7 separate regions of the Mus musculus genome follow, and all the other regions are linked to region 3. Evidence: chromatin contacts called from public ChIA-PET, HiChIP or PLAC-seq and promoter capture Hi-C data. All regions are on one chromosome and are shown on one strand. Each heading gives the region's core, a stretch centred on a gene start, on an enhancer-like site or on the middle of the called end of the contact. The rest is flanking DNA. Distances are from core to core; before and after follow the strand shown.

What was found. Promoter capture Hi-C pulls out the DNA fragments that hold promoters and counts their contacts. ChIA-PET counts read pairs in DNA pulled down with a chosen protein or histone mark. HiChIP or PLAC-seq counts read pairs in DNA pulled down with a chosen protein or histone mark.
Region 1: a contact with region 3 is called in a promoter capture Hi-C map of liver, with 6 times the contacts expected there. The contact joins the promoter of Bbs5 here to the promoter of Dync1i2 in region 3. A contact is called at or near these places in 2 of 39 promoter capture datasets (both in liver) and 1 of 484 Hi-C or Micro-C datasets (liver).
Region 2: a contact with region 3 is called in an H3K27ac HiChIP or PLAC-seq map of microglia, with 10 times the contacts expected there. The contact joins the promoter of Sp3 here to the promoter of Dync1i2 in region 3. A contact is called at or near these places in 1 of 39 promoter capture datasets (liver) and 1 of 115 datasets of contacts at active chromatin or transcription factors (microglia).
Region 4: a contact with region 3 is called in a promoter capture Hi-C map of liver, with 5 times the contacts expected there. The contact joins the promoter of Klhl23 here to the promoter of Dync1i2 in region 3.
Region 5: a contact with region 3 is called in a promoter capture Hi-C map of liver, with 6 times the contacts expected there. The contact joins the promoter of Ccdc173 here to the promoter of Dync1i2 in region 3. A contact is called at or near these places in 2 of 39 promoter capture datasets (liver and pre-B cells).
Region 6: a Ronin ChIA-PET map of embryonic stem cells shows a contact between it and region 3, with 22 read pairs. The contact joins the promoter of Fastkd1 here to the promoter of Dync1i2 in region 3. A contact is called at or near these places in 3 of 39 promoter capture datasets (hippocampal neurons, liver and pre-B cells), 1 of 484 Hi-C or Micro-C datasets (liver), 1 of 115 datasets of contacts at active chromatin or transcription factors (embryonic stem cells) and 2 of 9 other capture datasets (adipose tissue and liver).
Region 7: a contact with region 3 is called in a promoter capture Hi-C map of liver, with 5 times the contacts expected there. The contact joins the promoter of Ssb here to the promoter of Dync1i2 in region 3. A contact is called at or near these places in 1 of 39 promoter capture datasets (liver), 1 of 115 datasets of contacts at active chromatin or transcription factors (cardiomyocytes) and 1 of 9 other capture datasets (adipose tissue).

Annotation. Positions count from the first base shown.
Region 1 is chr2:69,645,724-69,649,857 of GRCm38.p6, forward strand. Bbs5 (Bardet-Biedl syndrome 5 (human)) reads left to right here and starts at 1,448. Exons shown (of 12, transcript NM_028284.3): 1 at 1,448-1,619; 2 at 3,299-3,381. The coding sequence starts at 1,561.
Region 2 is chr2:72,978,964-72,982,639 of GRCm38.p6, forward strand. Sp3 (trans-acting transcription factor 3) reads right to left here and starts at 1,483. Exons shown (of 7, transcript NM_001018042.3): 1 at 1,287-1,483; 2 at 524-669; 3 at 1-66. The coding sequence starts at 1,293. Sp3os (trans-acting transcription factor 3, opposite strand) reads left to right here and starts at 469. Exons shown (of 3, transcript NR_045269.2): 1 at 469-632.
Region 3 is chr2:71,209,994-71,214,101 of GRCm38.p6, forward strand. It overlaps Dync1i2 (dynein cytoplasmic 1 intermediate chain 2), which reads left to right and starts at 1,953. Exons shown (of 16, transcript NM_010064.4): 1 at 1,953-2,081.
Region 4 is chr2:69,820,518-69,824,173 of GRCm38.p6, forward strand. Klhl23 (kelch-like 23) reads left to right here and starts at 1,853. Exons shown (of 4, transcript NM_177784.4): 1 at 1,853-2,125; 2 at 3,270-3,656. The coding sequence starts at 3,271.
Region 5 is chr2:69,787,608-69,791,702 of GRCm38.p6, forward strand. It overlaps Ccdc173 (coiled-coil domain containing 173), which reads right to left and starts at 1,879. Exons shown (of 9, transcript NM_001077684.1): 1 at 1,808-1,879. The coding sequence starts at 1,856. It overlaps Phospho2 (phosphatase, orphan 2), which reads left to right and starts at 2,130. Exons shown (of 4, transcript NM_028521.2): 1 at 2,130-2,349; 2 at 2,679-2,714.
Region 6 is chr2:69,710,564-69,714,317 of GRCm38.p6, forward strand. It overlaps Fastkd1 (FAST kinase domains 1), which reads right to left and starts at 2,043. Exons shown (of 14, transcript NM_177244.3): 1 at 1,564-2,043; 2 at 931-999. The coding sequence starts at 1,898.
Region 7 is chr2:69,859,387-69,863,564 of GRCm38.p6, forward strand. It overlaps Ssb (Sjogren syndrome antigen B), which reads left to right and starts at 2,176. Exons shown (of 12, transcript NM_001110145.1): 1 at 2,176-2,326; 2 at 3,838-3,929. The coding sequence starts at 3,864.

The DNA of each region.
Region 1 (4,134 bases), core at 198-2,697, 1.6 Mb before region 3:
GAGATGGCTCAGTGGGTAAGAGCACCCGACTGCTCTTCCGAAGGTCCAGAGTTCAAATCCCAGCAACCACATGGTGGCTCACAACCATCCGTAACAAGATCTGACTCCCTCTTCTGGTGTGTCTGAAGACAGCTACAGTGTACTTACATATAATAATAAATAAATAAGTCTTTAAAAAAAAAAAAAAAAAAAAAAGATGTGTGCCATTACTTCCAGCAGCATACCAAATCCCATGTCACCTTTTTTTAAAGGTGAGCATGGTGGTTCACACTGCAATCCTAGTACTCAGGAGGCTGAGCAGGAAGATGAACGTTAACAGGATTTGAATAATATAATAAATCCTAAAACCAAAACACCATAGTGCATTAAACAAGTAGCTGGGTAGAGAGGCTCTAATCCCAGCATTCTGGAGCTGAGGTGGGAGGGTTGATGGGAGTTCAAAGCCGCTACATCGTAAGTTTCAGGCCAGTTTGGCCCACAAGTGAAACCCTGTCTTGGAGAATACAAACAGCAAATGAAGTGTTCTGTGTGCTTACATACTCAGTTATACATAATGTGAACCCGTGACCCAGCTAGAGTTTAAAAGGCAAGTGTTTTCACGTCACTCTGCTTATGGAACCATGAGAGGCTCCTGAGTATGCCCAGGAGACCCCAGATCACTCTTTGTGAAGCAGTAATTTATTTAACGTGTTACTTGTTTATTGATAATTTTCATATAGTAAAAGAAAGCCATTTGATTCGTTTAAAAATATATAAAGTATGTTTATAATCCCAGTATTAGGGAAACTGAAGCTGTTACATTTCGAGGCCAGTCTGGGCCACAAAGGGAGACCATGTCAAAAAAAAAAAAAAGAAAGAAAAAGAAAGAAAGAAAGGAAGGAAGGAAGGAAGGAAGGAAGGAAGGAAGGAAGAAAGGAAGAAAGGAAGAAAGGAAAGGGGGAGGGGGAAGGGGAGAAGGGGGAGAGGGAGGAGAGACAGAGACATAGTTTATCTTGTACTCTGTGCTGCACATTGATCAATGCGGTGAACTTTAAGAATCAGGTGTCTACGTTTTGTTTGCTCACAATAGAGGGACCCCAGAGCTGATTTGTGAAATAGGACGCAAGGGCTGGCACTATACGAATCTAGGGAAGCAATGGTTCTGACCAGATGTAGTAGGACCTCTAACAGGTTCTGAGCCTCGGGCTGGAATGTAGCCAGAGATCCAGGCCACCAGGGTATGGGAGGTGGGCAGGGTCAGAGCCCCATCAAACCAGTAATGTAATTTGATGAAGTTAAGATTTCTAAATGGTGTAGGAAAACAGCAGGAAAGCTGAAATGGCTAAAGTTCTGCGCAGAGAACAGAGAGGTGACTCAGAAGTGAAGCAGCTTCCCAGCCACCCGCCTCAACAAGACCAAATGACGCAAACGGGCTGGGAAAAGAGCGCACACTACCTGGTGGAAGCTTGGGCCCCGGCGCCCGCCGTAGATGTCGTGACAAAGCCGGCGCGTTGCCTTGGCGCCCATAAGACGCCGCCGAGCAGCCACTGTGGATTTCATCGGCGAGCTCCCTCGGTCACCATGTCTGTGCTGGACGTGTTGTGGGAGGACCGCGACGTGCGCTTCGACGTGTCCTCGCAGTGAGTCTCAGGATGCGCTGAGACCCCGTGACTATGGTCCCCTGCGGTCTTCGGCCCTGCCCTGGCCAGCGGCCTATCTCAGTGTGCGCCCATCAAGGCTGTGACCCTCCGCGTCCTGCGGTGGAGGGGACATAGGGCAGGGATTCCGGAAAGCAGGGTTCTAGAACAAAATCCGGAATAGCATTGCACACTACGGGCCTCTGCACGGTTGGCGTGTCTGTAAAATGAGGGCGGTGGGAGTGAGAATTCTCCAAAACTCCCGACCACGCAAAGCTTGTGTCGGAGCTAAGATTTCATTTAGTCCTTATCTAAATCTTTGAGAGCTTGTTATAAAGAAGCCCTGTTTGTGGGGGAATATGCTTAAAAGAGGAGATGGTTAAAAACCCTTCCTGCCCAGAAATCAGGGAGGGGGTCGCTGAGATCGTGATGGAAAACATAGAAGCTGAAGTTCTTGGATCAATAACTACACGGCGCCTCAGCTGCTTCCTAATGGTGCTTTATCATGAGCACTGTCTCCTAAAATAGAAAAAATGAGATATTGGTACATTTCTCAGTCTTTGTAGTAACTGGATGCCTAACATAGTATTCGTTCCTTTTGGAAGTTGAGGGAGGAGGTATTTGTGAAATTACAAAGTACAGTAACTCATTACACACCTTCTATGGCTTTCCCTGTAGTTCAGGGAGTGCCGTGGGTCTTAATCCAGACGAACCCTGTTTTCATGAACATTTTCAGTTTACAGACATCTGTCTCAAAAATCAAGACAGGAAAATAAGAGGGGTTGATTATCACACACCCTTCCTCATTCTAGTGCAGGAGAGTAGTCGTCACACAGCTAACTCAAAGGATCAAACGAGCCTGTGGAGATAGAGTGCTTTCTGTGCGCATCATTCACAGTGGAGGTCAGAAGTTAATTTGCAAAGCCGGGCGTGGTGGTGCACGCCTTTAATCCCAGCACTCGGGAGGCAGAGGCAGGTGGATTTCTGAGTTCGAGGCCAGCCTGGTCTACAGAGTGAGTTCCAGGATCAGCCAGGACTGTACAGAGAAACCCTGTCTCGAAAAACCAAAAAAAAAAAAAAAAAGAAGAAGAAGAAGAAGAAGAAGTTAACTTGCAGAAGTCGATTCTCTCCTCTGACTGTGTGGGTCCCAGGGATGACAGACACTCAGGTCATCAAACTTGGTGGTAGCCACCTTTACTCGCTGACCCACTCACTACCCTCCTGAGGATACACCTCATACAACCCTTTTAAAAACCATCCTCTCCGTAACCGCCCGACGACCTTCCTCTACTTAGAAACCTCTGGGGGTTGTCCACCACTGTCCACAGATAAGGCCTATACTTATCATCCTGCAGTCTCAGGTTCTTTGACTCTTCTCCATAGTTACACTTCTCTCCCTAGTCAGTGCCCTTTCTTCAGAGCCATGTCCCTTCTGTTCCTCTTTTTCAGTCATGCATCCTTTGCTCTTTTCCATTTAGTTATCCAAGACTCCGCTTCTGGTCCTAGCTGACTCTCAAGTGGCCCTGGTCTGTTCAGGCACCACTGACTCGTAGGGTCTAGAAGTGCATGAGCAGTCCGGGCTGTATACTTTACAGTACTGGCTGTCCTGTGTCTCTGTCTCTCCTCTCTAAGGAGATGGACAGCAGATGAAGTTATACACCTCGCATTTATGCTTATTTTAGACAGATGAAAACAAGACCCGGGGAAGTCCTCATTGACTGTTTAGATTCCATTGAAGACACAAAAGGAAACAATGGAGACAGAGGTGAGCACATTGGAGTTTTACATTCTGGTTTAGTTTATAAATGTTGGTTCATGGGCTGGTGAGATGGTTCAGTGGTTAAGAGCACTGACTGCTCTTCCAAAGGTCCTGAGTTAAATTCCCAGCACCCATGTGGTGGCTCACAACCACCCATAATGAGATCTGACACCCTCTTCTGGTGCGTCTGAAGACAACTACAGTGTACTTATTTATAATAATAAATAAATCCTTGGGCTGGAGTGAGCAGGGGTGGAGCAATCGGGGCCAACTGAAGTGAGCAGAGGTCCTAAATTCAATTCCCAACAACCAGATGAAGGCTCACAACTATCTGTTCAGCTATAATGTATACTCATATACATAAGATAAATAAACAAATCTTTCAGCCCTCAGGATGTATTGATAGGAAGATCAGAAGGTTGAAGCCATTCAGGATTTGGGTTTTTGCTTTGTTTTGTTTTGTTTTTTGATTTTTTTTCTTCCTCAGAACAAGGGTTTGGGGAAGTTTGGCTACAAAACAAATAATCCACTCACTGTACCTAAATCCTACGCAGAATCAGGAAGCTTTGTTTAAATGAAGGCTTACGGGAATGTGCAGTGTCTGGTTTAAATGGAGGAAGAGAGGAGGTGGGGAGTTCTGCCTTCAAACCCTCCACATCTGCTCCTTTCAAGCAGTTTCCAAGTGACCAACCTACGGCCATGTCCCATTCAGGACCCCCTGTTTTAAAGCTAGGAGTAGCCCAAGAAGATTAGCACATT
Region 2 (3,676 bases), core at 233-2,732, 1.8 Mb after region 3:
CGGCGATGGCGGCCCTATCTTGCTGCAGGTAGCGGCCAGCAGAGCGAGCGGTGACGGCTGAGTGTCCTACCCGCGATGGGCGGGTTCAGAGAGGGAGACAGGGAGGGGGGTGGCGGTTAGGGCCGGGCCCGCTCGCACAGGAAGTACGGCTCGCTCCGCGCCTGGCCGCGCCGCCAACCCGGCCCCGCGCTCTCCTCCTCCTCCTCCTCCGGGGTCTGCGGCGCCTCTCCCCGCGCTCGGTGGCCCGCGGCGGACGGCTGCGCGCCGGGCCTCTTCCCTCCGTCCGGATCCCACCCGGGAGGGCGCGCACACTTGCACACTCACACACACACAAACACACACACAAAAAGGCGGCGGGCGGGGGCGCGCGGGCGGGGTCGGAGCGTTGGCGCCTCGGGCGGGCAGCTCCCGGGGCGGGGGAGGGGCGGGCGAGCGCGCGCGGGAGGGAGGGAGGGAAGGAGGGAGGGCGAGGGGAGGAGAAAGCGGCGCGCGGGGAGCCCGGCCGCGCTCAGCCGCTCCTCACCTGGGCCGCCGCCGCCGCCGCGCCGTTTCCGTGCTGCTGCTGTTGCTGCTGCTGCTGCTGTAGATACTCGCCGTGGCCGCCGCCGCCTCCGCCGCCGTCCACGTCCAAGGCAGCCATTTCCTCTTGTTTCACGGGCTTTTCGGGAGCTGCAGGCACAGCGCGGGGGGAGGGGGGAGGAGGAGGGTGGGGTGGGGAGGAAGGCGGGTGCGGGGAGGGAGGGGGCCCGCGAGCCGCGGCCACATTAGTGAGCGCCGGGCGGCCCGGGCCCTGCCCCTCCCCTGCCCTCCCCCCGGCCGCGGCGGCCACGGCGGCGGCGGCGCGCTCCCTCCTCCCCTCCTGCTGCCCCCGCCCGCCGCGGCTGTAACCCTCCTCCTCCTCGTTCCCTCCTCCTCCTCCCCGCGCTGCCCCTGCCCCCTCTCCTCTCCTCTCCTCTCCTCCCCTTTCCCTCCGCGGCGCTCGCTCCTCTCGCACCGTCAGTCACTCGCACACGCCCGCCCGCCGCCGCCGCCCGCGCCCGCACACAGGGGGGATGCGCTCCCGGCGGACCGGGCCGCCCGCCCGGAGCCCGGCGGGCACTCGGCGCTGGGGCTGGAAGGGCTGGACAGCTGGCTGGCGGAGATGGGAGTGCGGCTTTCTGCCTCCGCCGACACTCGGTCGCACGCTCCCGGAGGCCGGGAGCCGGCGGTGGCGGCCCCGGGCTGGCTGTGGGCGGCAGTGGCAGCGGCGGAGGCAGCGAGGGTTGCTCTCTCTCGGCTTTACGTACCGGTCATAGTGTGTTTAGGACAGCTCAGGCGGGGCTCCCCGCCGCCTTACACATGGTGAGAAGCGAAGGCGGCGGCGGCGGGAGAGGATGCGGGAAGCGGCGGCGGACACGGCCGGAGCGGTCCGGGGAATTTTTTTTTTCCTATTTTGATTGACTGTGCGGGAAACACAAAAGGTGGAGCCTCCAGCCCAAAAGGGGGGAAGAGGGCGACAGCCCGCCCGGAAGTTCCGCCCCTCTTCCCGGCTCTCATTTGCCGCTAGGCTCTCCGTCAGCTCTGTTCATTGGTCCGGACGCCTGTCCGTCGCTCGGCCTGGCGGCGGGCTTCCTGTTTGCCCCCGGGTTGAAGGGGAGAGACAATGAGCGGCCGTGGCGCCGTAGGTTCTCCAGAACGGCCCCGGCTCGCGCGTTACCCCGCTGTGCCAGCCTCGTTCCTCGGCTGCGGCTGCCAGACCCGAGGCGCAGGCCTCTTCCACTGGCTGGCCCTGTGTGCAGGCCTCGCCAGGCTGTCGGGGAGCCGAGCTGGGGAGGAAGTCCGTCCCCGGTGGCTCCGGCTCCACTCGACGTCTCCTCCATCCTGGCAGCCGACCGGACTGGATCTCCCCAGGGCCCGGGCGCTCGGAGCTGCGTCTTGCCAGCGCTGCCAGGAGGCCACCGCCGCTCGGCCCCAGGGCTGCTGCTGCTACTGAGCAAACCGGACCCGCCCCACGAGCCCTGGGGGAGGGAGCTGGTATTGGGGGAGACACCCCCTCCGAGGCTGGAGGAGGACGTTTTCACACACATTCAGCTCTTGGTCGCAAGTCGGATCCATCACCTTCTCATCCTCCCGAGCTTAGCCCGTGGTTACCAACCATCTACTTTTGTGGACCCTGGAGGCGGGCACTTAGAGCAAAAAGATATCTCCAGTCCCTTCATAAAGAAAAAAGGTTTTAGTTCTGGCCAGTGATATCAAAGCAGGCTTAGTTATGTTTTTATTCAATGAGATACAGTCACCCTTTAAAATCAGTTTGCTGCACACACAAACTACCTGCTTCTTAACCAAGAAAGTCAGTCAACATTTGTTAAAACAGTACATCTAAAAAGTATCCTTCCTCTTGGGAGCGTTTAGTTACTTTTTTTTTTTTTTTTAAATTTTGTACTTAGTGGTGTATTAACACCCCTTCCTTTGACATCCTCAATGCCTTGCAGTCAGTCATTCAGGAGAAAAAAGTGTTCTGCAAACAACAGACAGAACGTTGTCTATTACCTCTAGATACTTTTGCTTAAGAAAGGTTGAATTTAAGAGTAGGAAACACTATCCACAATACTTTTATTAGAAATCTACCTCAAGCAAGAATAAACATCCCAATTATTGTACTTGTATGTTTTGTATGAGGTTGAAGGCAAAGCATTTAAACTAGCTTTGTATACACGAACTTGAAAATTCATGGGGGGGAGGGGCAGTGCATACATCGGTTTCAGAAGCCTTTTTGGACTTGTTTTTTTGTTTTTTGGTTTTTTCTCGTTGGTTGTGGTTTTTGTTTTCAAGACAGTTTCATGTGTAGCCTTGGTTGTCCTGAAACTGGATTTGTAGACCAGGTTCACCTGGAACTCACAGAAACCCACCTGCCTCTGCCTCCTGAGTACTGGGATTAAAAGTGGGGGCCATCTCCGCCAACTACTTCGTGGTAATTTTTAATACAGTGACACATGTTCTCTTTCTCTTGTGTCATGCAAGCAAGAACAGTCTTTCAGGGCCAAAAACCAGATAACTCAAACTAGCTGTTTTGAGGCAAAGCTCTTAAAAATGCACATCAGTGCTGGGCGGTGTTGACACACGCCTTTAATCCCAGCACTTGGGAGGCAGAGGCAGGCGGATTTCTGAGTTCAAAGCCAACCTGGTCTACAGAGTGAGTTCCAGGACAGACAGGGCTACACAGAGAAACCCTGTCTCGAAAAAACAAAAACCAAAAAAAAAAAAAAAAAAAAAAAAAGAATGAACATCAGCAAGAGTATGACTCAGCATAAGGTGAGATTCAGTAGACTTCTCCAACCACAGTTGAGTCACTGTGACACCCTATGTTAAGATGACCAAAAGCAAAATGGTCTCTTGCAAGAATACTTATTTCTTAACTAGTGCAAATACACTAAAGTATATGCAAAGCATAAAGCCGGTATTTAGATAAATACATGTAGTAACATACAGTATAATTTACGGTGGATTAATATGTTTTTGTACAGTCATTAAATGAGAATCAAGTATTATCATGAACAAATCTCGAAACAACAGTAAGATCTGTTTTCCCCTGTCCCCACGACTTGGCCCAGTTTCTTGTTTTCTCTCAAGATTTTCACAAGCTATTCCTGGCCAAGAAACAAAACCAGATCACCCTATTCCCCAGTAGACTAGGACA
Region 3 (4,108 bases), core at 703-3,202:
TTCTCCTTCTCCTTCTCCTTCTCCTTCTCTTTCTCCTTCTCCTTCTCCTTCTCCTTTTTCTTCTTCTTCTTCTTCTTCTTCTTCTTCTTCTTCTTCTTCTTCTTCTTCTTCTTCTTCTTCTTCTTCTTTTTCAGTACCATGGTACTTTTCTGAATCTTGTTTTCATGATTAATTTTTTCTTTCTTTTTCCCTGGCTGTCCTGGAACTCACTCTGTAGACCAGGCTGGCCTCAAACTCAGAAATCTGCCTGCCTCTGCCTCCCAAGTGCTGCGATCAAAGGTGTGTGCTACCACTGCCCAGCCATGATTGATTTCTAATCAACTTTCCAAAATCAAAGACTCGTACCTGGAAGCATCTCTTAATGAAAGTATTTTTTTTCTTACCTACCTATTTCTATGACTTAGTTACACAATCTCATCTTAACAGTTGATGGAACTGAGAACCCAGTGTTTCTCCGTTGAGAAGAGGAAAGTTTGTTTCAGCTCTGAGAGTGTGCAGCTCCATTCCTGGTACATGATGAATGGCTACTCATAACAATTTTCAAGTGACTAAACAAAAACTATTTGGAAAGAAGGAAACAAAGTCTGCATAACTAAACGCTCTTTGAAATTTTAAAGCTTCAAATTTGAGATCAATATTAAACTTAAACAATGTTCTTCCTGTCAGTTTTCTAGAAGATAAGAAAGTAATGCTTTGGTATTACCTTTAATATTTAGCAAATAACGCTTTAATACTTGGCAAATAATGCTTCAGATTATTCAAATAAATTCTTCAAGCCACATGCATCAGCCCATGCACTTCTGGTAAATTCTTATTTCAATTATTTTCTTTATATTAAAAATCTAACCAGATCCAATAGTATAAAATGCTTTCTTACCAAACACACTTTTTGGAGGAAACTATTCTGTTATAAAATACTAGAAATTATTTTTATGCTAATTATTTTTTTGTTTTGTTTTGTTTTGTTTTGTTTTTAGAGACAGGGTTTCTCTGTATAGCCCTGGTTGTCCTGGAACTCACTTTGTAGACCAGGCTGGCCTTGAACTAAGAAATCCGCCTGCCTCTGCCACTGTCTCCGGAGTGCTGGGATTAAAGGCGTGCGCCACCATGCCCTGCTTAAATTAATATATTTTTATTTAAAGATTTATTTATTTTATTTATACAAGAACACTGTAGCTATCTTCAGACACACCAGAAGAGGGCATCAGATCTCATTACAGATGGTTGTGAGTCACCAATGTGGTCGCTGGGAATTGAACTCAGGACCTCTGGAAGAGCAGCCAGTGCTCTTAACAGTTGAGCCATCTCTCCAGCCCCAATATATGTTTATTTTTGATCTTGTGTCACATGCTACAAGAATCCTCAATAATCCATGGCCCCTGCAAATCAATCTACGAGCACATGCCTATAAATAAACTTCTTAAAATGCCCTTTTCTCAGGTTCATTATGGAAAAACAGGACTTAAGATTTTGTTAATGTTGGGCCACAGACCTTAAGCAGCACATGCTGCATTGTAATCATTGTTCCACGGAAGAAAACACCTTCAATACAAACTCTGGAATGTTCTCATTAGCATTTTAAGGGCAGAAAGATGGCCTTGGTGCTGGGGACAGGAAAGCTAAGACTGACTACATATCCCAGCATTCCTTGCCTCTAGTGGGACCACAACTCCCACAGAGCTTCGCTCGCCCAGGCAGGGCGCCTGGTTGCCGGGACTTGAAGTTCTCTGGAGGTATTGAGGGCTCCGCCCCAGGATGTGAGGTGTGGTTGTCCAGCTTTTGCCAAAGCGGAAACGCTTCGGGCCCCGGGCCGGTGTATCTGTTTCAACCGGGAGATTCTGTTTTACAAAAGGTAAGTCACGGAGAGGCCGCCCCTCTGCGCTGGGCGGCAAAGACTCTGATTCTGTGTGAGACCGCGTCTCGGCGCAGCCATTTGTCCCTCGGCTCTCGCCGTAGCGGCCGCCGCCCATCCCTCTTTGTGTGCTTGGGACGCCGCGGATCTGCGGCGGCGACAGTTGGAGAGGGACGTTCCCGGGAAGTTACCGGCCAGAGAAAGCGATCTCCACTCCGCCACCTGACAGGTCGGTCGGCCGCGCTTCCTTCAAGTCCCTTTTGCCTCTGATGGCCGCTTTGGAGCTCGTAGGGCCGCCCGGCCGATATTCTGACAGCGCCGGCCCGGGTGACTCAAAGCGGCCTGGGGAGGCCACCAGGGCCCTTGGCAACCCTTCGGGACCCTCCGCAGGCGGCCTGGACCCTCGGGATTTGTCCTGCACCCGTCTGGTGGACCTCGGACACACCCCAGCCCGGACCGCACCCTCTTGGCCTTAAGCCTAGGGAGAAAGTAATTCCTTAAGCTTTGCTTGGTTTTTATTAATAAAGATCACTACTACTTGGGTCAGTAGCAATGACCAGGCACCTAGCGTGTGTGTTGGAGGTCTCTGAACACTGTGATTGTAAACATCATTCTAGACACTTTCCTTTTTCCGGAGTTTTAAGAAAATGAACCTGTCAGTCACGGAGCAGAGGCCCTGACCTGTCTGATAATGAGGGAGCTAACTGATCGCCCGTGCTTCAGCGGGACAAAATAGTTAGAGTTGAAGGAAGAAGTATTTCTTCAAACTAGATTCCAGGCAGTATTGGTATATTGTTGACAATTGGTCCTAAACAGAAAATAATATGTATTATTTATCATACATAATACAAAAAAAAATCATACAGAGTGATGTGTATGGAAACTTTCTTCAACAGCCCTTACAGTATGAAGCTTTTTAGAGACCTGAAAAGAGTGGGTGAAGAAACACGAGCTTTGCTTTGCGAGTTTGTTCAAATGACTTGGTTGGGAGTATATATAAGAGTGTATATTCTAGCTGCATATGTATCAAAAGATGGCCTAGTCGGCCATCACTGGAAAGAGAGGCCCATTGGATACGCAAACATTGTATGCCCCAGTACAGGGGAACGCCAGGGCCAAAAAGGGGGAGTGGGTGGGTAGGGGAGTGGGGGTGGGTGGGTATGGGGGACTTTTGGTATAGCATTGGAAATGTAAATGAGCTAAATACCTAATAAAAAATGGAAAAAAAAGTGTATATTAAAGGGATTTCCTGTTACTTGCTCACTAGTTTTTGCCCACTGTCCTGTCTTTCTGAAGTACGCTACCAAGAATTCTCCCTTTTTCATTTACATAGAAGAATGTTTTTCATTTTCATAGATGAATTTTTCCTCCTTACCAAATTTGCCCTTAATCCAACTTTATTGTGATCCTAAGAGATTCCTAGACTTTTCAAGAGGTTATTAACCCAGTTTCCTTAATCAAAAGCATTTAATCCTGCAGTTGTATGGAGAGAGACACTGACAAAGGTTGAACCAGTAATGTAGAGAAGGTAACAAGGTCCTGGCTCCTACCTTACATTGAGTCCCTAGGTTACCTTTCCAGTTCAGAAAGCTCCTCGTTCCTCCCTCCCTCCTGCATAACAGTCAGTATGAGGACACGCTTGTGTTCGTAATCCCATCTACTTTGCAGATGGATCGTTTAGCAGCTGTGAGCTCAGTGTTAAGGTTGCTATGCTGTGAAGGTAACAAAAACCATAAAAACACAGCCCCCAACTCATCCAGATGACTATCTACCATGGAACATTTCAGGCCCATATAGATAATCATAAGAATGCCACAAGAAGGTGTTAGGTGGAAATATACTGTTTGATTGATTGTCATGGAACATCTATAGAATTTAAAAGAATTTTTAGGAACTTCCTGTTTAGCTATTCAGTGTTTTATTAAGTTTCTGGGAACAAAACACAGACATCTCTGGTAATAGTTTTGGTTTCATAGCTGAAGACATAAGCATTCTTTAAAAGCCTGTCTTGCCCTGTATGGCCCAGGCTGCCTGGAACTCAGAATCTTTGTGCCTCCCTCCTAGAGAGCCCAGATTACAGGTGTGAACTATCATACTCGTCTAGAACTTAAAACCAACAGTGTCGTTTGTTTTAAGCATTAGTTATGACTTTTATTATCTAGTACTCAAATACAGAGACATCAGAAAACATGGAATCTGGGTGTGCTGGCTAACTCTGGCACACCAGAGTCTGAGATAGGAGAATCGCCATGAGGA
Region 4 (3,656 bases), core at 603-3,102, 1.4 Mb before region 3:
GGTCAGACTGGCTTGTCAGTAAGCCCTGGGGATCCATTTTTTTTTCTGCATTCTGAGTGTGGGATTACAAGCACATGTCACCCTGCTTTTTATGTGCATTGTGGGAGCTCAACTCATGTCCTCATGTTTGTGAGGTAAGCACCTTAGCCATTGGTCTTTATCCCTAGCCTCAGGAAACATGTTTTTAAGCAGAACTAGGAATCACTATAAGCAAATATTTTGTTTTGCGACAGGGCCTTACCATTTTCAGTGGGGCAGTCTCAAACTCGGGATCTTCCTGCCTCAGCCTACTCTGCTAAGATTAGAGGATTGTGACAGCACCAACAGCTTGGAAGCAAAAGTTCTAATTGGTTCCTATAATAATCTGAAAAAAGTCTGCACAAATGACAATACAGTGAACCTCTCTATCAAGAGTCATTGATCATATACTGTTATACGTATGTTTCTACCCCATATACATATATATTATGCATATATTGATCATATTTTTGAGATTCTATAAGTTAGTATAGAGCCTACAATATATATTTTCTTACGACTTCTTTCTGTATGTTGGAGAGGTGGTTCAGAGGCTCAGAGCACTTGTTGCAATTGCAAAGGACCAGGATTTGGGCCCCAGAATTTACATAGCAGCTTACAGTCATTGTGACTCTGGTTCTAGGGGATCCAATGGTATCGCTCTTCTGGTCTCTGCAGGCTCTTCACACATTACAGACACACATGTTGCAAGCGCGATTTCGATCACACACACATGCACACAATACATTTTAAAAATTATTTCTGTGTGTGTGTGCTTGTGTGTGTGTGTGTGTGTGTGTGTGTGCGCACGCGTGTGTGTCTAGTAGTTTGCTCTAGGCTGTATGTTAAGTGGCAAGTGGCAGAGTAAACTTTAGCCCCCCAATCGAAGACTCTTTTGCTTTCTTGCTGTGGTATTAAATTGTTGACCAGACTCTAAGATATAAACCATATCATGTTTTTGTTTGTTTTGTTTTTGTTGGTTGTTTGTTTGTTTTAGGTTGTTTTCTAAGAATCACTTGGTGCTCTTGGACAGAATGAAGATTTCTGAAATCTGGGGTGAGGGTTGTGAAGTTCTACACAACACTCCCCCGGGATCAACACTAAGATGTGGAATTAAATTAAACCCACTCAAAGAAGAACAAGCATGTTACTTGTTCAGAGCTTGCTTGGCAAGAAGGCCAATCACCATCACTCGTCCTTCCCAGAGGCTCAAAGCAGGGACATGAGAAGCGTGGATAAAAATAGAAGAAAAAGAAGAGGAAAAAGCAAGGGGGAGGGGAGAGTAGTAGCCTCCACCTCTGCTACCCCAGATATCTGATTGGAGGCTATTGGCTGGGAAAGCCGGGGGTGGGCTACAAACAGAGTGATCGTTTTTTGGCATATTTATACTTCCCTGGTTGGTCCTGAAGAGGAAGTGGGGGTAGAAACCCAAGTTGGCTTCCTGGTTGTTCTGGTGCAATTTCAACACAGGTTGTGGCTTGGCTTTCGGCGCTTAGGAGTTTCAGCGTTCTCCCATCATGTAAGGTATGGCCATTACGTATCTGTCTACTTACTCTTTTCTTTTCAACACTACTTTAAGAACAACCTTAGCTCTCCGGTCCTGGTTTGCCGCGACCTCCTTCCAGTAAGCTCCCTGACAGCCATGGACCATCTTTCAAACCTAATTACCTTTTCCCGGACTTTATGAGGTGCTCGGAAGTTATTCAAAATCTTGCGGCTAAAAACATTTGATACTAGCTTTTGTTGCAATAAGAAAGTGGACTTTCTGGTGTGGCACAATGGACATCACCAGAAGGCTGGAGCTTGCCCCTTTTAGCTGCTTGTGTTCTACAACAGTAACTCGAGAATCTTAGGTGCCTGGATTCAGCCTTGACCTAGGCTACCCCCACTTTCCCTGGAAGCTTCCAGGTTAACTCCTAGTGTGCTTAAGCAGCCCCAAAGCTCCTTCCTGCGCGCTCTGCTGGAGGCAGCATGGAGTTTATGGGAAAGCAGCTACTTGTGGCATTTGAAGGCAGCCCTAATAGAAGACCGTAGTTTCGCCTTCTTCTCTCGGCACTTTCTCTCTCCCCGCACGCCAAGGGCCAGGGCCGGCAAGAGGACAGAGAAGGTAAGGGTACACACTCCCCTCCGGCGTTGGCTGGGGACTCCGGCTTTCTCCTAGCAGGCAGTGCGATGGGCGTGCGCGCGCGAGAGGAGCGGGGCTGACCGTGGACGCGGCCCACCTGCTGCGGGAGCCCACGCTGCGGCGCCCGGGCTGCGGGGGGCTGCGGGCGGAGGCGGGAAGCCGCGGGCCACCGAAGCCGGAGCGGCTCGTGGGCTGGAGCTGCGCTAGCAGGCGGCCTCCGCCGCGCCCCGCCGCGCGCTACCAAAGATGGTCAGAGGGTCGGGAGGCGCCCCCGCCCCCGCCCCCGCCGGCCGCTAGTCCGGAGTCTGCGTTCCGCGCCGCCAGCGAGGTAGGTCGGAGCCCGGCGGCCCGGGGCCGGCCAGAGAGGCGAACGGGCAGCGCGGGAGACGAGGCCCCGCCACCCCCAGCCCACGCGCGCCGGGGCGCAGACAATGGCCGTGCGGTGCGGGCCCAGTGGCGAGGGCGGGCGCGTGGGTGCCGCGGGGCCGTCCACACCTGCGCACCCGGCCGGGCAGAGGCCGCGGGCATCGGCCAACGGCGGCGCGCGACGCCCGGGAGCCGAACCCCCGCGCCGGGCCCCGGGGCGGGGCGCTCTCCCGGCGGGAACGCCGGCCGGGCCCAGGCGCTAGCGCGGGCTGCAGAAGCTAGCTCGGGCCCGGCCGCTCTTGTGCTGTCAGCAAGCTGCAGAGCGCAGGGATCCCTTTTCTGAGATTCTCTCCATCTTGGTGGCATCTCAGTGTGAATTGAAATCGAGGGGGGAGGGGGAGAACCAACAACGGCGAATTGGGGCCGGGCTGCGGCGGGGTGACCCCCTCGGACACTTGGCCTGGGGACTCTCAGGAACTGCCAGACTGGGACAGTGCAGATACTGGGTGGCTGGGGGTAGTAAGCTAGGATCTCTCAACAAATGGATAACTGGAAAAAAAAAATCCTCATTTAGTTAATCTGATTTTAAATAGACCATCGTATAAATAGTTCAGCGCATTTTGCATATGGTGTTTGGGCATCTGATTTTAGTCTAGTTTTGGAATATGCCTGATGCCATCCATGTCTGGTGATCGGAATTTTTAACATTAATTATTAGAGTTAATACACAAAGCTGAAAACGTGTTTGTATTTTTTGCAGCATGGCTCTAAAAGGACAAGAAGATTACATTTTTCATTTCAAGGATTCGTCGCATCCAGTGGATTTTCTGGATGCATTCAGAACGTTTTACATGGATGGACTATTTACTGATATTACCCTTCAGTGTCCTTCAGGCATAATCTTCCATTGTCACCGAGCTGTTTTAGCTGCCTGCAGCAATTATTTTAAGGCAATGTTCACAGCTGACATGAAAGAAAAATTTAAAAGTAAAATAAAACTGTCGGGCATCCACCATGATATTTTGGAAGGCCTTGTAAATTATGCATATACTTCTCAAATTGAAATTACTAAGAGAAATGTACAGAGCCTTCTTGAAGCAGCGGATCTGCTGCAGTTTCTTTCTGTAAAGAAGGCGTGTGAGCAGTT
Region 5 (4,095 bases), core at 629-3,128, 1.4 Mb before region 3:
TTGTGGGATCTTGGTGGAAAAACTCCTGATCAAGAGAGTGAGGTCTACGGCCTGGGTGGAGATCAAACATGCTGGTGGGGTTGGGATTCAATCACGTTTTCTCAGGGTCCATCCTAGAACTCCTCGAGTCATGCTAATGAGATAGGCAGAATTAGCTCTTTTATAAGACCCATTTCATTAAATTTGATAAGTATATGCCTCCAAAGCCATCATTACAGTTCAGATAACGGCCACAGGACACCAACAGTCCCCACACCCATTTACTGCTTGCCATCCCTCCTTAGGCTCTACTAGGCCACCACTCATCTACTACTTTTATTATAGATTTTACTCAAAAGAATTACTTTGAGATTCATTCATGTTGTCATATACGTGATTTTATTGCTTTATGCTCTTTCCCAGAATCCCTGCCCCAATGCAGAACCTTATGGGGCACAGCCATGTAACATGTTAACATGTTAACATGTAACATGTTAAGTCTCTTCACTCTTCTGAACTGATCAGAGGAGTGTATTCTCCTTTTCTTCTCTCTCCTTAGCATGCTTTCCTTAACACTGTGAGCTTTCCCCAGCGTTTCAGACTGCACGCTTCCTCTAAAGCAGCAGTTTCTCAGTCTGTGCATCTCAGCACCTTTGGGGGTCGAATGAGGGTCGCCTAAGACCACTGGGAAACACAGATATTTAATAATAATAATTTAAGCATAATTCATACAATTATAATCATGAAGTAGCACAGAAAATAATTTTATGGTGCGGGTCGCCACAACATAAGGAACTGTATGTAATAAAGGGTCACAGCACTAGGGAGATTGAGAACCACTGTTCGAAAGCATCTCTCCTCAATACACAGCAGTTTTTCCAAGTGGAGCAATTCAGAAAGAGGCTGAGAGAAGCCAGTTTGAATCAGTCAGCTTGCAGAGGAGTTTGGGCCAGAACACCTGTGTTGAACCATCGAGGCCAGAGTTCAGAAAGAACTAGAAAGGGTGAGCTTATTCAGCAGTAAGCCTCCAAGACAACAGTTACATCTGGTGAATAAAAATTACTTTTACAATGTCCTTGTGTATGAATCAAATTTCCTAATGTTCCCACTGACCAGATTGTGTCTATCCTAGGGTGCAGGGTGGGGGTAGGGTGCTATTGCTACAGAACTCAAGCAAAACGTGAAGATAGTTCAAATTTCCAAGAATCTATTAGTTACCATGACAACAATTAAACTTGTGGAAAGACTTTGTTTTTAGAAGTCCTACTTGCTCACATCTTTGAAAAAAAATCAAATCTTAGGTCACTTTAATTGGTCACTTTAATTACCTCATTATCATTTTTTTTTTTTTTTTTACATTATCAAAGCATTTGACTAGGGGAGAATTTTAACTTTAGCGTGGAAAGAACTGAGGTTTTTCCGTGAGCTTTAGAAAAGATTACTCAGCAGGTCTGCAACATTATAAAGATTTTGATAGGTCAATAACATTTCCAAACGGCATTCCAAAATTTATTCAACGAATTACAAAGCTTAAGTGCCCCGAGTGTCTGACGAGTTACAGCTGGGGTAAGGCTCTAACTGCTGCCTTTTCTACCCCTATTCTACTCCTAGTCTATTCTTTCTACTGCTACGCTCCCCTAGTCCTCTTTCCTTTTTCCACTCATTCACCTGAAGGCCAACCTGCCTAACTTCCAAGGATGCTTGCTGGGACTGCTTTCGACTTGGTTAAAGCCCATTTCAAAAGGCAACCGAAGCCCTCACTTTGTCACCCTATGCTGGGGTTCTAGAAACAACAACCCCAGCTCCGGCACGGGCCAAGGCAGCTCACCTTGGCTTTCCTTCGCCTGCCCGGAGCGCCGTCCAAAGCGCACCTGCATCTTTAACAAAGCTGATCCCGCGAGTCCAGAGCAGGTGATACTACTTCCAAGCTGAAGTCAGCTACTGAGCGATAACTAAACCATTTGGTTGTTTAGCAACCACGCCGGAAGTGACGTCAGTCTCCAATCCAGGAACCAGGAAGGAGCCCTGTCCGCGGCTGAACCGAGGCCCGAAGCCCGGGTGTGCGCGTGCGCAGTGCAGAGCAGTGGGCGAGCCGGCGCTAGCAGTTCACCGGCTGCGTAAGGCACGAGAACCAACCGGCCGACGCTGGTGCTGATGCTGGCGGCCCGCTGCGACCCAGGCCTGGGTCAGTGAGGAGCCCTCGGTCCCGCTCGGCCGCTGCCGCTTTTCTCACTCGCTGCGCTAGTTTGGAACCGGCCGGTGTGCGAGTCGAGGCCCAGGCTGGGTGCGAGCTTCTACTCTGCGCCCCGCTGGCTGAGGTGAAGGACAGCCCTTTGACCACCGAGCCACAAGGATTAAAGGACAGAAAAGGTGTTTTTAAATGATTTGATTTATGAGGCATAGTCAGGACTATATGAGACCCTGTCAGTTGTTACGTAGGACTATTAAAACTTGAATGTTGTCCCCAGAACATTCGCGTTGATACCTTTAACATACATTAAACTGCTTGGTAAATAACTTGTAATTAGTGTACTTCGGGAACCAGTCAGTCTCTAATGACACAAAAAGTGGACTGGCACTTGATCTCAGCAGAGGCTCTCCTGACATATCGCTGTACAGCTGATTTCATTACTAAATTAAAGGAAGTGCGACTTTCAATAATGAACGTTCTAATGCATAGTTGTGCTATCTCTCCTCAGGTTTTCTATCAGAGATGTTCCACTGTAATAATGCTGGTAAGTATGGAAGGATTAATAAAAATTTCTGGAGACGGAACTTTTGTGTACTTGTGCTAAGCGAGTTGAAAGCTCCGCAGGGCTGGAAAGGTCAGGGATTGAACTGTCTTTGTAGGCCAACAGCCGCTTGCATAGTTTGTGAGGGAGCACGACGCCTAGCGAGAGATCGGTGAATTACACAGTGCTAGCTGCATCCCCAGCAAATTGTACCTTTCTCTTCCTAAGGCCCTCTTCCCACAAGATAACGCAGAGTGAGCAGGAAGTTCCTTCACGGGACAGAAACTCTGAGCTGAGGGACCTCACCACAAGGGACAACACAGGTGCCCTTTAACCTGTTCACTCTAGAGTTATCCTTGAAGCAACTGGGGCAGAGTATATAACTTAGAAGGCAGAAGCTGTGTAGACCACGTCTCTCAGTGAAAATTATCAGGAGTTTTACCAAATTAGTTACAAGTATTGAACCTCATAAAATATCTCAGTAACGTTCTCATATGGTCTTATATTTCAAATAGGGTCTCATATTTGACTTGAAACTCCCGATTGCAAGTGCCTTTTCCATACAAGTTGGTCTAGAACTAGTTTTTTTTTTTTGGGGGGGGGGTTGGGTTTTTTTTTTGTTGTTGTTGTTTTTTTTTTTTTTTTTTTTTTGTCTCGAAGCTCTTTTGCACCCTAATTGGAAACAGAATTTAAATGACTATTGAGATATTTTAAAAACAAAATCAGAAACAAACAAACAAAAACCCACAAATGACAATTAAACCACTCATTAAGATCTGGCCACTGTCCATAAACCATTTTATGCGTGCTATACTTAGTTATGTGTATGTTTGTATATGTGTTTGTGTGAGAGTAAGTGCACATGATTGAAGGTGCCCAAAGAGACTAGGGCTGTCAGACCCCCCTGGAGCTTCAGTTACAAGTAGTGATAAGCCACCAAAACTTGGATCTTCTACAAAAACAGTCAATGTTCTTAACTGCTCAGCTGCCTCTCCAGCCCCTTATTTATTTACTTCTTTGGGGTGTATGTGTGTGTGTACTCGAATGTAACAGCCATGGCATCTAGAGACATTAAGTCCCCTGGAGCTAAAATTGTCCCACCTGACTTGGGTTCTGAGAAGAGCAACATGGGCTCTTACCCAGTGAGCCATCTCTCCAGCCCTGAGAATACTGTTTTGATTTTGTTAATAAAATGTGTTACTGTGTGTGTATTGAGTGAGTGTGATGGTGTACTAGTCAGACGGCAAGCATTTGGAGTCCTCTTCCCCTGTGGGGGTGTCTTGAGGATCTCACACTGAACTTGTCAGACTCGTTCAGCAAGGGGTTCCCCATCCTCTCTGCTCACTGGCCCTCTTCACACTGCACACTTGACACTGCGTAACCG
Region 6 (3,754 bases), core at 793-3,292, 1.5 Mb before region 3:
TCTACAGAACGAGTTCCCGGAAGACCTGACTCAGAGTAAACAAAACAAACAAGCGCCTTGGCCGCCTCTTAGGCCTTCTAGAATCATCAAAGAGAAATTTTGTAGCGTGTGTTACAAATAGGTCAGTGCTTCAGTAACTGGGAAACTTCTTCATAGTAGAGATGAGTCTCCGCCAATCTTGAGGAACGCTTCAGTCTATGAGAAAGACACTACCAAGCCCAGAATTCCCTGCACGCGTATTACCACAGCTGGTTTATTGTGGTGCTAGGGATGGAATCCTGGGTCTCATGTATGCAAGCGCACATACCAACAACAAAGCTACATCCCCAGGCCCAGTACATTTTTCTTTCTTGTGAAATGGTGTGAGACCCCGACTTAGAGCGTTTCTCCCTGGAAGGTAAAGCCCCTGGACGTTCCCCAAGCTTGTTTTCCCCGCTCTTTAAAAATACAGCTAGAAAGCAGCTCTTTGTTCTCTATAGCCAGCAAAAAGCCTTTTTGTTTCTATACTGTACAACCAGAGATGCCTGCCTTCCTGTGCCAAGGACATGGAGATAAAAATTCAGAAAACTCACTCCCCACTCCTGCCTTGTAAATTTCACCAAGGACACCTGGAAGAGAAGAACTCTTCCCAACTCCTCCCAACTCCTCAGCTAGCTGTTAAAAGCCCCCTACTGTCACCGCTCGGGGTCAAACTCCCCTGCTCTGCATGGCAGAGGGACTTCGTCCTCAGCTAGCTGATAATAAAACCTCTTGCAGTTTGCATCAGGTGTGGTTTTCTCCAGAGATGTTGGGGTGTTGGCCAGCTCATCCCGGGACTTGAGCGGAGGCCCAGCATCGGGGGTCTTTCAATGTCATTCTTTACCTATATTCCATCTTGATAATCTCCCACAGAATAGCCCCGATCTTCTATGACAAGCCCAGCATACTTGCCTTTCCAGTCTTTTCCATGCTTCTGTAACCAGTGCTTCGATTAGTGGGTGATGGGATTCAACTGCAAACCTCAATAAAAACAAGGAAAAAAACCTCTTAACCATCAAAGTCAAGAGACTGCAAATAGACCAACAAAGCGAGAACTCCAGCTTGTTATCAAGCATTAATCTCAAGAGTAACTACTTACCTAATCTAATCTCATTGCCTTTAGCCAACCAACATACCGCCAACATTCCATAATCAACCAGTCTCATGTAACGAAGGCTAGCCATGTCTACATTCCTAATTTTCAAAAACTGTATCACCAATTAGTATCAAAGAATCTTTCAAAAGAATCCTTAGAAGACCAGGCGTGGTGGCGCACGCCTTTAATCCCAGCACTCGGGAGGCAGAGGCAGGCGGATTTCTGAGTTCGAGGCCAGCCTGGTCTACAGGGTGAGTTCCAGGACAGCCAGGGCTATACAGAGAAAGCCTGTCTCGAAAAAAAAAAAAAAAAAAAAAAAAAAAAAAACTTAAAATATAACATTATCAGAAAAACTATCTCCTGGAAGAAGGGCTTTTCCATTTTTAAAAGATTCTTAGAAAATTAAAATATAAACTATAGTTCTTTCATAAAATTGAGAGGCAACTTACTGCTTTATGCTGTATAACACATCCACCAGGGTAGCATCACTCATTGCTGGGATGTGATTTGTTGTAATGCTGCAAAGAGTAAGAAACTGAGGATGGTTTCTAACATGGTCAACGTTTTTTTCCAAGACGGTCTTCTGCTTCTGAAACTGCCAAAGTACATTAAACGCACAGCCCACTTGCTGTTCGGAGAGCGTTGCCGTATTCGTCTCAATAAGGTCAAACACTTGTTCTTCGTTTGTACACTTCTGCATCTGAGTAATTAATGACTCACAACTGAAGGGGCGGAGCGGAAATGCTCTCCAAGAGAGTAAAGAGATGCTTCGTAGCCGGAACATATTTATAACGGACGGGGCTCCAAAATAGAGGTTTCTTTTCCTTAGCACAATTTTTTCTTTGGTTAAAAAAAAAAAGCATCTACACTAGAAGTCAGGTATAATGTGACAATATAAAATCTGGCTTTCATTCACGTGCTTTATTTGCATCCTGTCGGCTCTAAATCCATTCCAAAAGAATCTGTAAAACAACTGGTTAACCTTGGTTACTCTTATCTCATTATTATCAAATTGATCTCCCAAATTCAAATGTCAAGTAAGGAGGATTTTTCTTTTTCTTTGGACTATAGACTTTGTTCTTGGTCTGAACCAGCTGAATTTGATCCAAAATTAAACATGGGGGGGGGGGGGCGGAAAGGGGATCTCTTCCTGCACCTAATTTTAAAATGTTTCTTCTCAATTCTGACCACAAAGCAGCATTAGGAAACAAAATCAAGAAAGGTTTGTTTGTTTTGTTTGTTTTTAAGAGTATTGGCTTCCTTGTTTGTGGAGATAGTGTCTCATCCTGTAGCCCAAACTATGGCGATTACAAAAAGGTGACCTTGGGGAAACCATTTAACTAAAGGAGACGCCTTGGGAGTGTGACACAGTTGGAAGTGCAGAGAGCTGGTTTTGAGTGTCGCACAGCCCCATGGTCCACAGATGACAGGTATTCCGAGCACCTGGCAGGCAGGAAAATTAACCTCCACCTGCCCAGATGGCAACGGTGCTCTGCGCCACGGAGAACCCAAACAGGTACGGAGACCGCAGCCGCTAAGCTAAACCCGCGCGTCCCGGGCGGAACCCTGCGGGGTACGGAAGGCAGAGCCACTGACCAACCGGCGAATCCTTCCCACGCCCCGCAAGGCCCTACGGGGTTGCTCTGGACGCCTCAGAAAGCAGGGATCATCCAAAGCCTGGCAGTAGCAGCTGGAAGCTGGCGTCTCTCGCTCACCAGTAGCGTCCAAGTGTATTTAGCCTTTCCTGGGGAAACTTCTCCCGGATACAGACCGTGTCCCAGAGCAGAAGAAAAGCGGTCCCAGGGCGGCGTGCACCAAGGAAGGTCGCACTACAGCTCCCAGAAGGCACAGCGAGAGGCATAGGCAGGCCATACGCACGCAGGGAGTTCTGGGCTTTGTAGTTTCGTTCTCATAGAGTCCAGCGTTCTTCGTGATTGGCGGAGACTCAGGTCCCTCAAGTGTATCTCTATTTTGAAGATGTTTCCCAGTTGCAGAAGCACTGACCTCTTTGTAACGCACACTACAAAATATTCTTTTTGATGATTCTAGAAGGCCTATGAGGCGGCAAAGGCTCTGAGAAAGTGAGTTCTATCCCAGGGCCCCACGAGAAGGAAGAAGGTAGCCAATTCCTTCTTGTTTTTCTCTGACACCCCTACACACACACACACACACAAAACACACACACGCATATACAGATGCACATGCATAACTTTAAATTTTTATTAAAGATTTTTTTATGTGAAAAGTGTATGTTTTACCTCTCTAAATACTTATAATTAACAATTATTTTATTATATGTACCTGGTGATTAAGCTCATTTAATGTTGCTGATTGGACAAAATGCATTCTTTGTCCAGTAACTGTGCATATTTTTTGAAAGAATAAAACCGAATTTCATACCATGAAACTTTGTGTAAATCTATGGGGTGGGAGCTTTTGCTGAGGCTTTAGAGATGTCTCAGCAATTAAGAGTACTGGCTGTTCTTCCAAATAATTCGATTTCAGCATTCACATGGCCTCTTACAACCACTTGTCAGTCTGCTTCCGGGGGACCTGATGTCCTCTCCTGGCCTGTACAGGCAGCAGACAAGTCTTAAGTGTGATGAGGGAGCTGTTGGCATGCGTGCTGGTTGTCCTTGT
Region 7 (4,178 bases), core at 926-3,425, 1.4 Mb before region 3:
TACCAAATAAAGCATCTCATAGTGATGTCCCAAACTGAATAACACCACTGCCTTAGATCAATCATTCTGTGTACAGGGGAAGGGTACAAGCCACTCTGACATTTAGAAATGTACATGGGATTTTTTCATTCATGGTGACTGACATGCAACTTTTAATTCTTCCACAATCACTCTCCAAAAAATTATGAAGTTCTCCTTGTTCAATACTGTAGAATCTTCAAATGAATACGCTGAATTCTGATCGTAGAACAATGATGTAGACATACCTGTGAAACTTACCTGGTTACAATAACAGGTAGTATGGGCATGTGTGTAAAACATATATTTTGAAGGTGATAATTCATTTCCTTGAGTTTTGCTAATGGTACCTTTTATTATATTCTCATGAGAATGGTAGAAGGAAATAAGATTTTTTATATTATTTAATATAATTTATACAACATTACATTAATATTTGCAGTATTTGGAGAAAATGGTTATGTGAAACACCTTTTGCTTCTGAGCACCGTGCTTGTGAATTTCACAAACACCAGTAAATGAAAATCAGTTTGTTTTTATCACTATATATTATTTAACTTTTTAATTATTTGGTGGTACACATATAGTCGATTCTAATTTTTCTTTTAATCACATAACTTACTATTATGAACATTTAAGTTATCTAAGTGCTTATTTATTTATTTTATGTGTGTGTCCTGGGAGTATGTATGTGCACTGTAAGCGTGCAGGACCCAACAAAGATGAGAAGAGAGTGTTAGAGTCCCTGGAAATGGATTTATAGTAGGTTGGGAGCATTTACACACATGGTATTTTTCCACTGTCTATCCATGCAGGCAAAACACCCGTACATAAACTTAAATCTTTAAAAAAGGAAAATTTAGCATTTATGTCTCACAGTAAGTAGAAACTTGAAAATTTTTTTATTGAATGTAATTAATCTAAAGTTAAAACTACCTGAGGATAATACTAGTAAATTCTTTTTTCTTTGGCCAAAATGGCATGTATAGTTAACCTATAAATGCATTTCTTCTTCTTCTTCTTCTTCTTCTTCTTCTTCTTCTTCTTCTTCTTCTTCAAATTTTAGAGTTTATCTGTTTGGGAACTTCCAAAATGCTCTGAGATTATGAAGTTATTTTGTGAAAGTAATTTTTATATTCCAGGAACACTGAAGGAAAAAGATGATGTCATAAGGAAATTGCACCTCTAAAACGTTAAAATTGTTATGTAAAAAGTGGCAGTCCTGACTTAAGTGTGAAGTCTCTCAAACTATTCTAAATGTACTTCTTTCCTAGCAAGAGACTTTTTTGTTTTGGTTTGGTTTTTGGTTTTTAGAGACAGGGTTTCTCTGTGCAGTCTTGGCTGTCCTGGAACTCACTTTGTAGACCAGGCTGGCCTCGAACTCAGAAATCCGCCTGCCTCTGCCTCCCAAGTGCTGGGAGCAAGAGACTTTTAAAAAGATTTGTTTGTAATCCCAGCACTAGGGTGGCTGGAGGCAGAAGCATAGTTTGGGATCAGCTTGGGTTACTCATTGAGTCAGACTCCAACATCAAAACAAGCAAAGATAGACAGCAGCAGCAAGAGGGGGAGCAGTAAGAGCCTGGTGATGTAGGTGAAGTCCCAGCACTTTGTACTGAAGCAGGAGTTCGAATCATTGGCCAGTTTGTGCTTCAGAGAGCTAGCCTGTCGGAAACCAAGCAACTGTATGGTTTTTTAATTTTTTTCCAAAACCACAACACCATGCAAGTCAAATACATTGCAAAAGGCCAAGCGTGCTGGCGCACCCCTTTAATAATGCCAGCACTCCCGGAAGAGGTAGGCGAGTGTCTCAGCAGAGGCAGGAGGAGTTTGAGGGTCAGCCTGGTCTACAGAGCAGCGCGAGTTCCTGGATAGCCAGGACTACGCACGGAAACGCTGTCTCAAAAAAAAAAAAAGGAAAAAAGAGACAAAGGGGGAAAAAAAGAAAAACCAAGCGCTACAGAAGAAAGAAGGGAAGGCTCGAACATACTGCCCAGAAACACATTAAAAACAAAGATCTCCACAAAAACACTTCCTGTCAGCCCCTAACATTCTGCTGAGCAATTTAACAATTTCTCGGGCGGGAGGGCGGGACTCCTCCTCCGAGGATTGTGGGAGGCTGCGGTAACGGCGCGTGCGTGGAAAGCAGAGCCGGGCCACTGCGTCCGCGGCCACGCCCACCTGTCCGCAAGGGCTGCCGGGAAAGCCCCCATCTTTAAGCGCGTTTGGCTGGCCCGCCGGCGCTCGGAAGTCCAGGCGCTTCTGTCGTTGTTCTTGAAGCTGTGGTGACCGTGGGATCCGAATCTTTGAGGTGAGCTTCTTGGAAACTGAGGAGAAGGTACGAAGGGCTGTGCTATGCGCAGGCCTCACCTTCCTCTCCGCGCCGCCGCGTGGGCCGCGCGGCCCGTGGCCGTGTGCTGGACCGCGGCCCGAGGGGGCGCGGGCCTCGGCGAGGCCACGGAGCGGGCCCCGGCCAGAGATGCGGGCGCCTGGGGCTTTCCACGTGGCAGGGATCCCGGCGGGCCGGTGTGGGAGGATGCGGCTCTCGCGGGGCCTTTAGGCAGAGGCTCGCCGCATCCTCACGGCGTCCTTTCGGTTTGTTCCTTGCACCCCTTTCCTGACTGGCCAGAGGCGGATGTTTCGGACCATTTAAGTCTTTAGGGTGGTCGGTGCGGGTTAAACGCGACAGGGTTCTGTGGGGACTGACTGGAGGCCGAAGAAGTGGGGGCCGCTATTGGGTTCCCAGCGTCGCTATCTTTTTTTTTTTTTTTTTTTCCTTCAAAGAACTGCCATTGCCATTCTGTCTTCAGTGTGAAACAGTCCCTAAATTGGGTAGGCCGCAGAAGTCTTGCAGGGGCTAACTAGGTCGTTATTGACCTGTGTCTCTGTAGTAATGAGAAGTGAGATTGTTGGTAGTGGGAGACAAACCAGCGCCTGTAACAGTAAATTCTGAAGTGGGACGTGTACTTCGTAGATTTCCCATTACAGGACCAGTGTATCGCCAGCAGTCTCCAGCATTTTGAGCAATGTCTCAAGAAATATACCAACAGTAACTCATAACTATATTCAGCTGCTGCAGATAAACTCTTCAAGAGCTGGTATACTTCCGTACAATATGGTAGGGTGGTTTAGTAAGGCGCTGAAAGCCAGTAAGACAGAAGATCCGGTTTGTGATTTCTAGCAAACCAGTATCACAGTCCCTCTTTATTCTAGGATTGTTGTCAGACCGTGAAACAGGAAAGTGGCTATAGAGTTAACCAGTGTAGTAGTGTTTTAGGCACATCCTTACCTTCCAGCGTCCCTAGTTTAAAATTTTTTGTATCTGTGCTCACAAGGTCCCATTTTTCTTGTATTCTCCTATATAGTGTCTAACACCGTAACTTTCATATCTGAACTCTATTTTCATTTTTACCAGTAATAAGTTTTGGTAAGTCAGCTGTGACTAATTTGAAAAGAAACGCAAATAATTGGCATTGAGGGCTATAGGAATATACTGCTGGCAGACTATAATACTGATATTTTTAAAGCTAGAAATGATTCAGGGGTAGTTAAGTGGACATTTTCTGCTTTTTTGTTTTTATCGCTGAACTTTGCTTTACCAACTACATGAAGAGTTTGGTTACAAAGTAGGATTTACTGGGAGGAGGGGTTGTTGATCTGAGTTTTCCATCCATAATCCAAGGTGTTGCTTTGTTGAGATGTATGAGAATTCATAGGGAAACCTGTAAGGTTAGGAATTCTTGAAATTAAAAAAAAAGTGGCATACTTTTTACTCATTCTCTTGTATTGACTATTATATAAAAATAATAACCTTCCTACCAGTGTGAGAAACTTTACAGATAGCCACAATGGCTGAAAATGGAGATAATGAAAAAATGACTGCTTTGGAGGCCAAAATCTGTCATCAAATTGAGGTATGATTCTTGTGTTGTTAAATTGTAACTTAAGATGAAAACAGAACATCTAATAGCGATATGTGGGCTTTTCAAACAACTGGCTTAGCTTTGATTCTTGGAGTTAATATGAATGTATTCATATTAGGGCAAAGTTAGAAGTCTCAAGAATTACAGACATTCCAAAGGTAACACTGTAGACTGGTGTTTATTTTTGAGACACAGAGTTCCCAAGTCTGTAAAATGGAGGTAATATTTGTAAGTTGATGT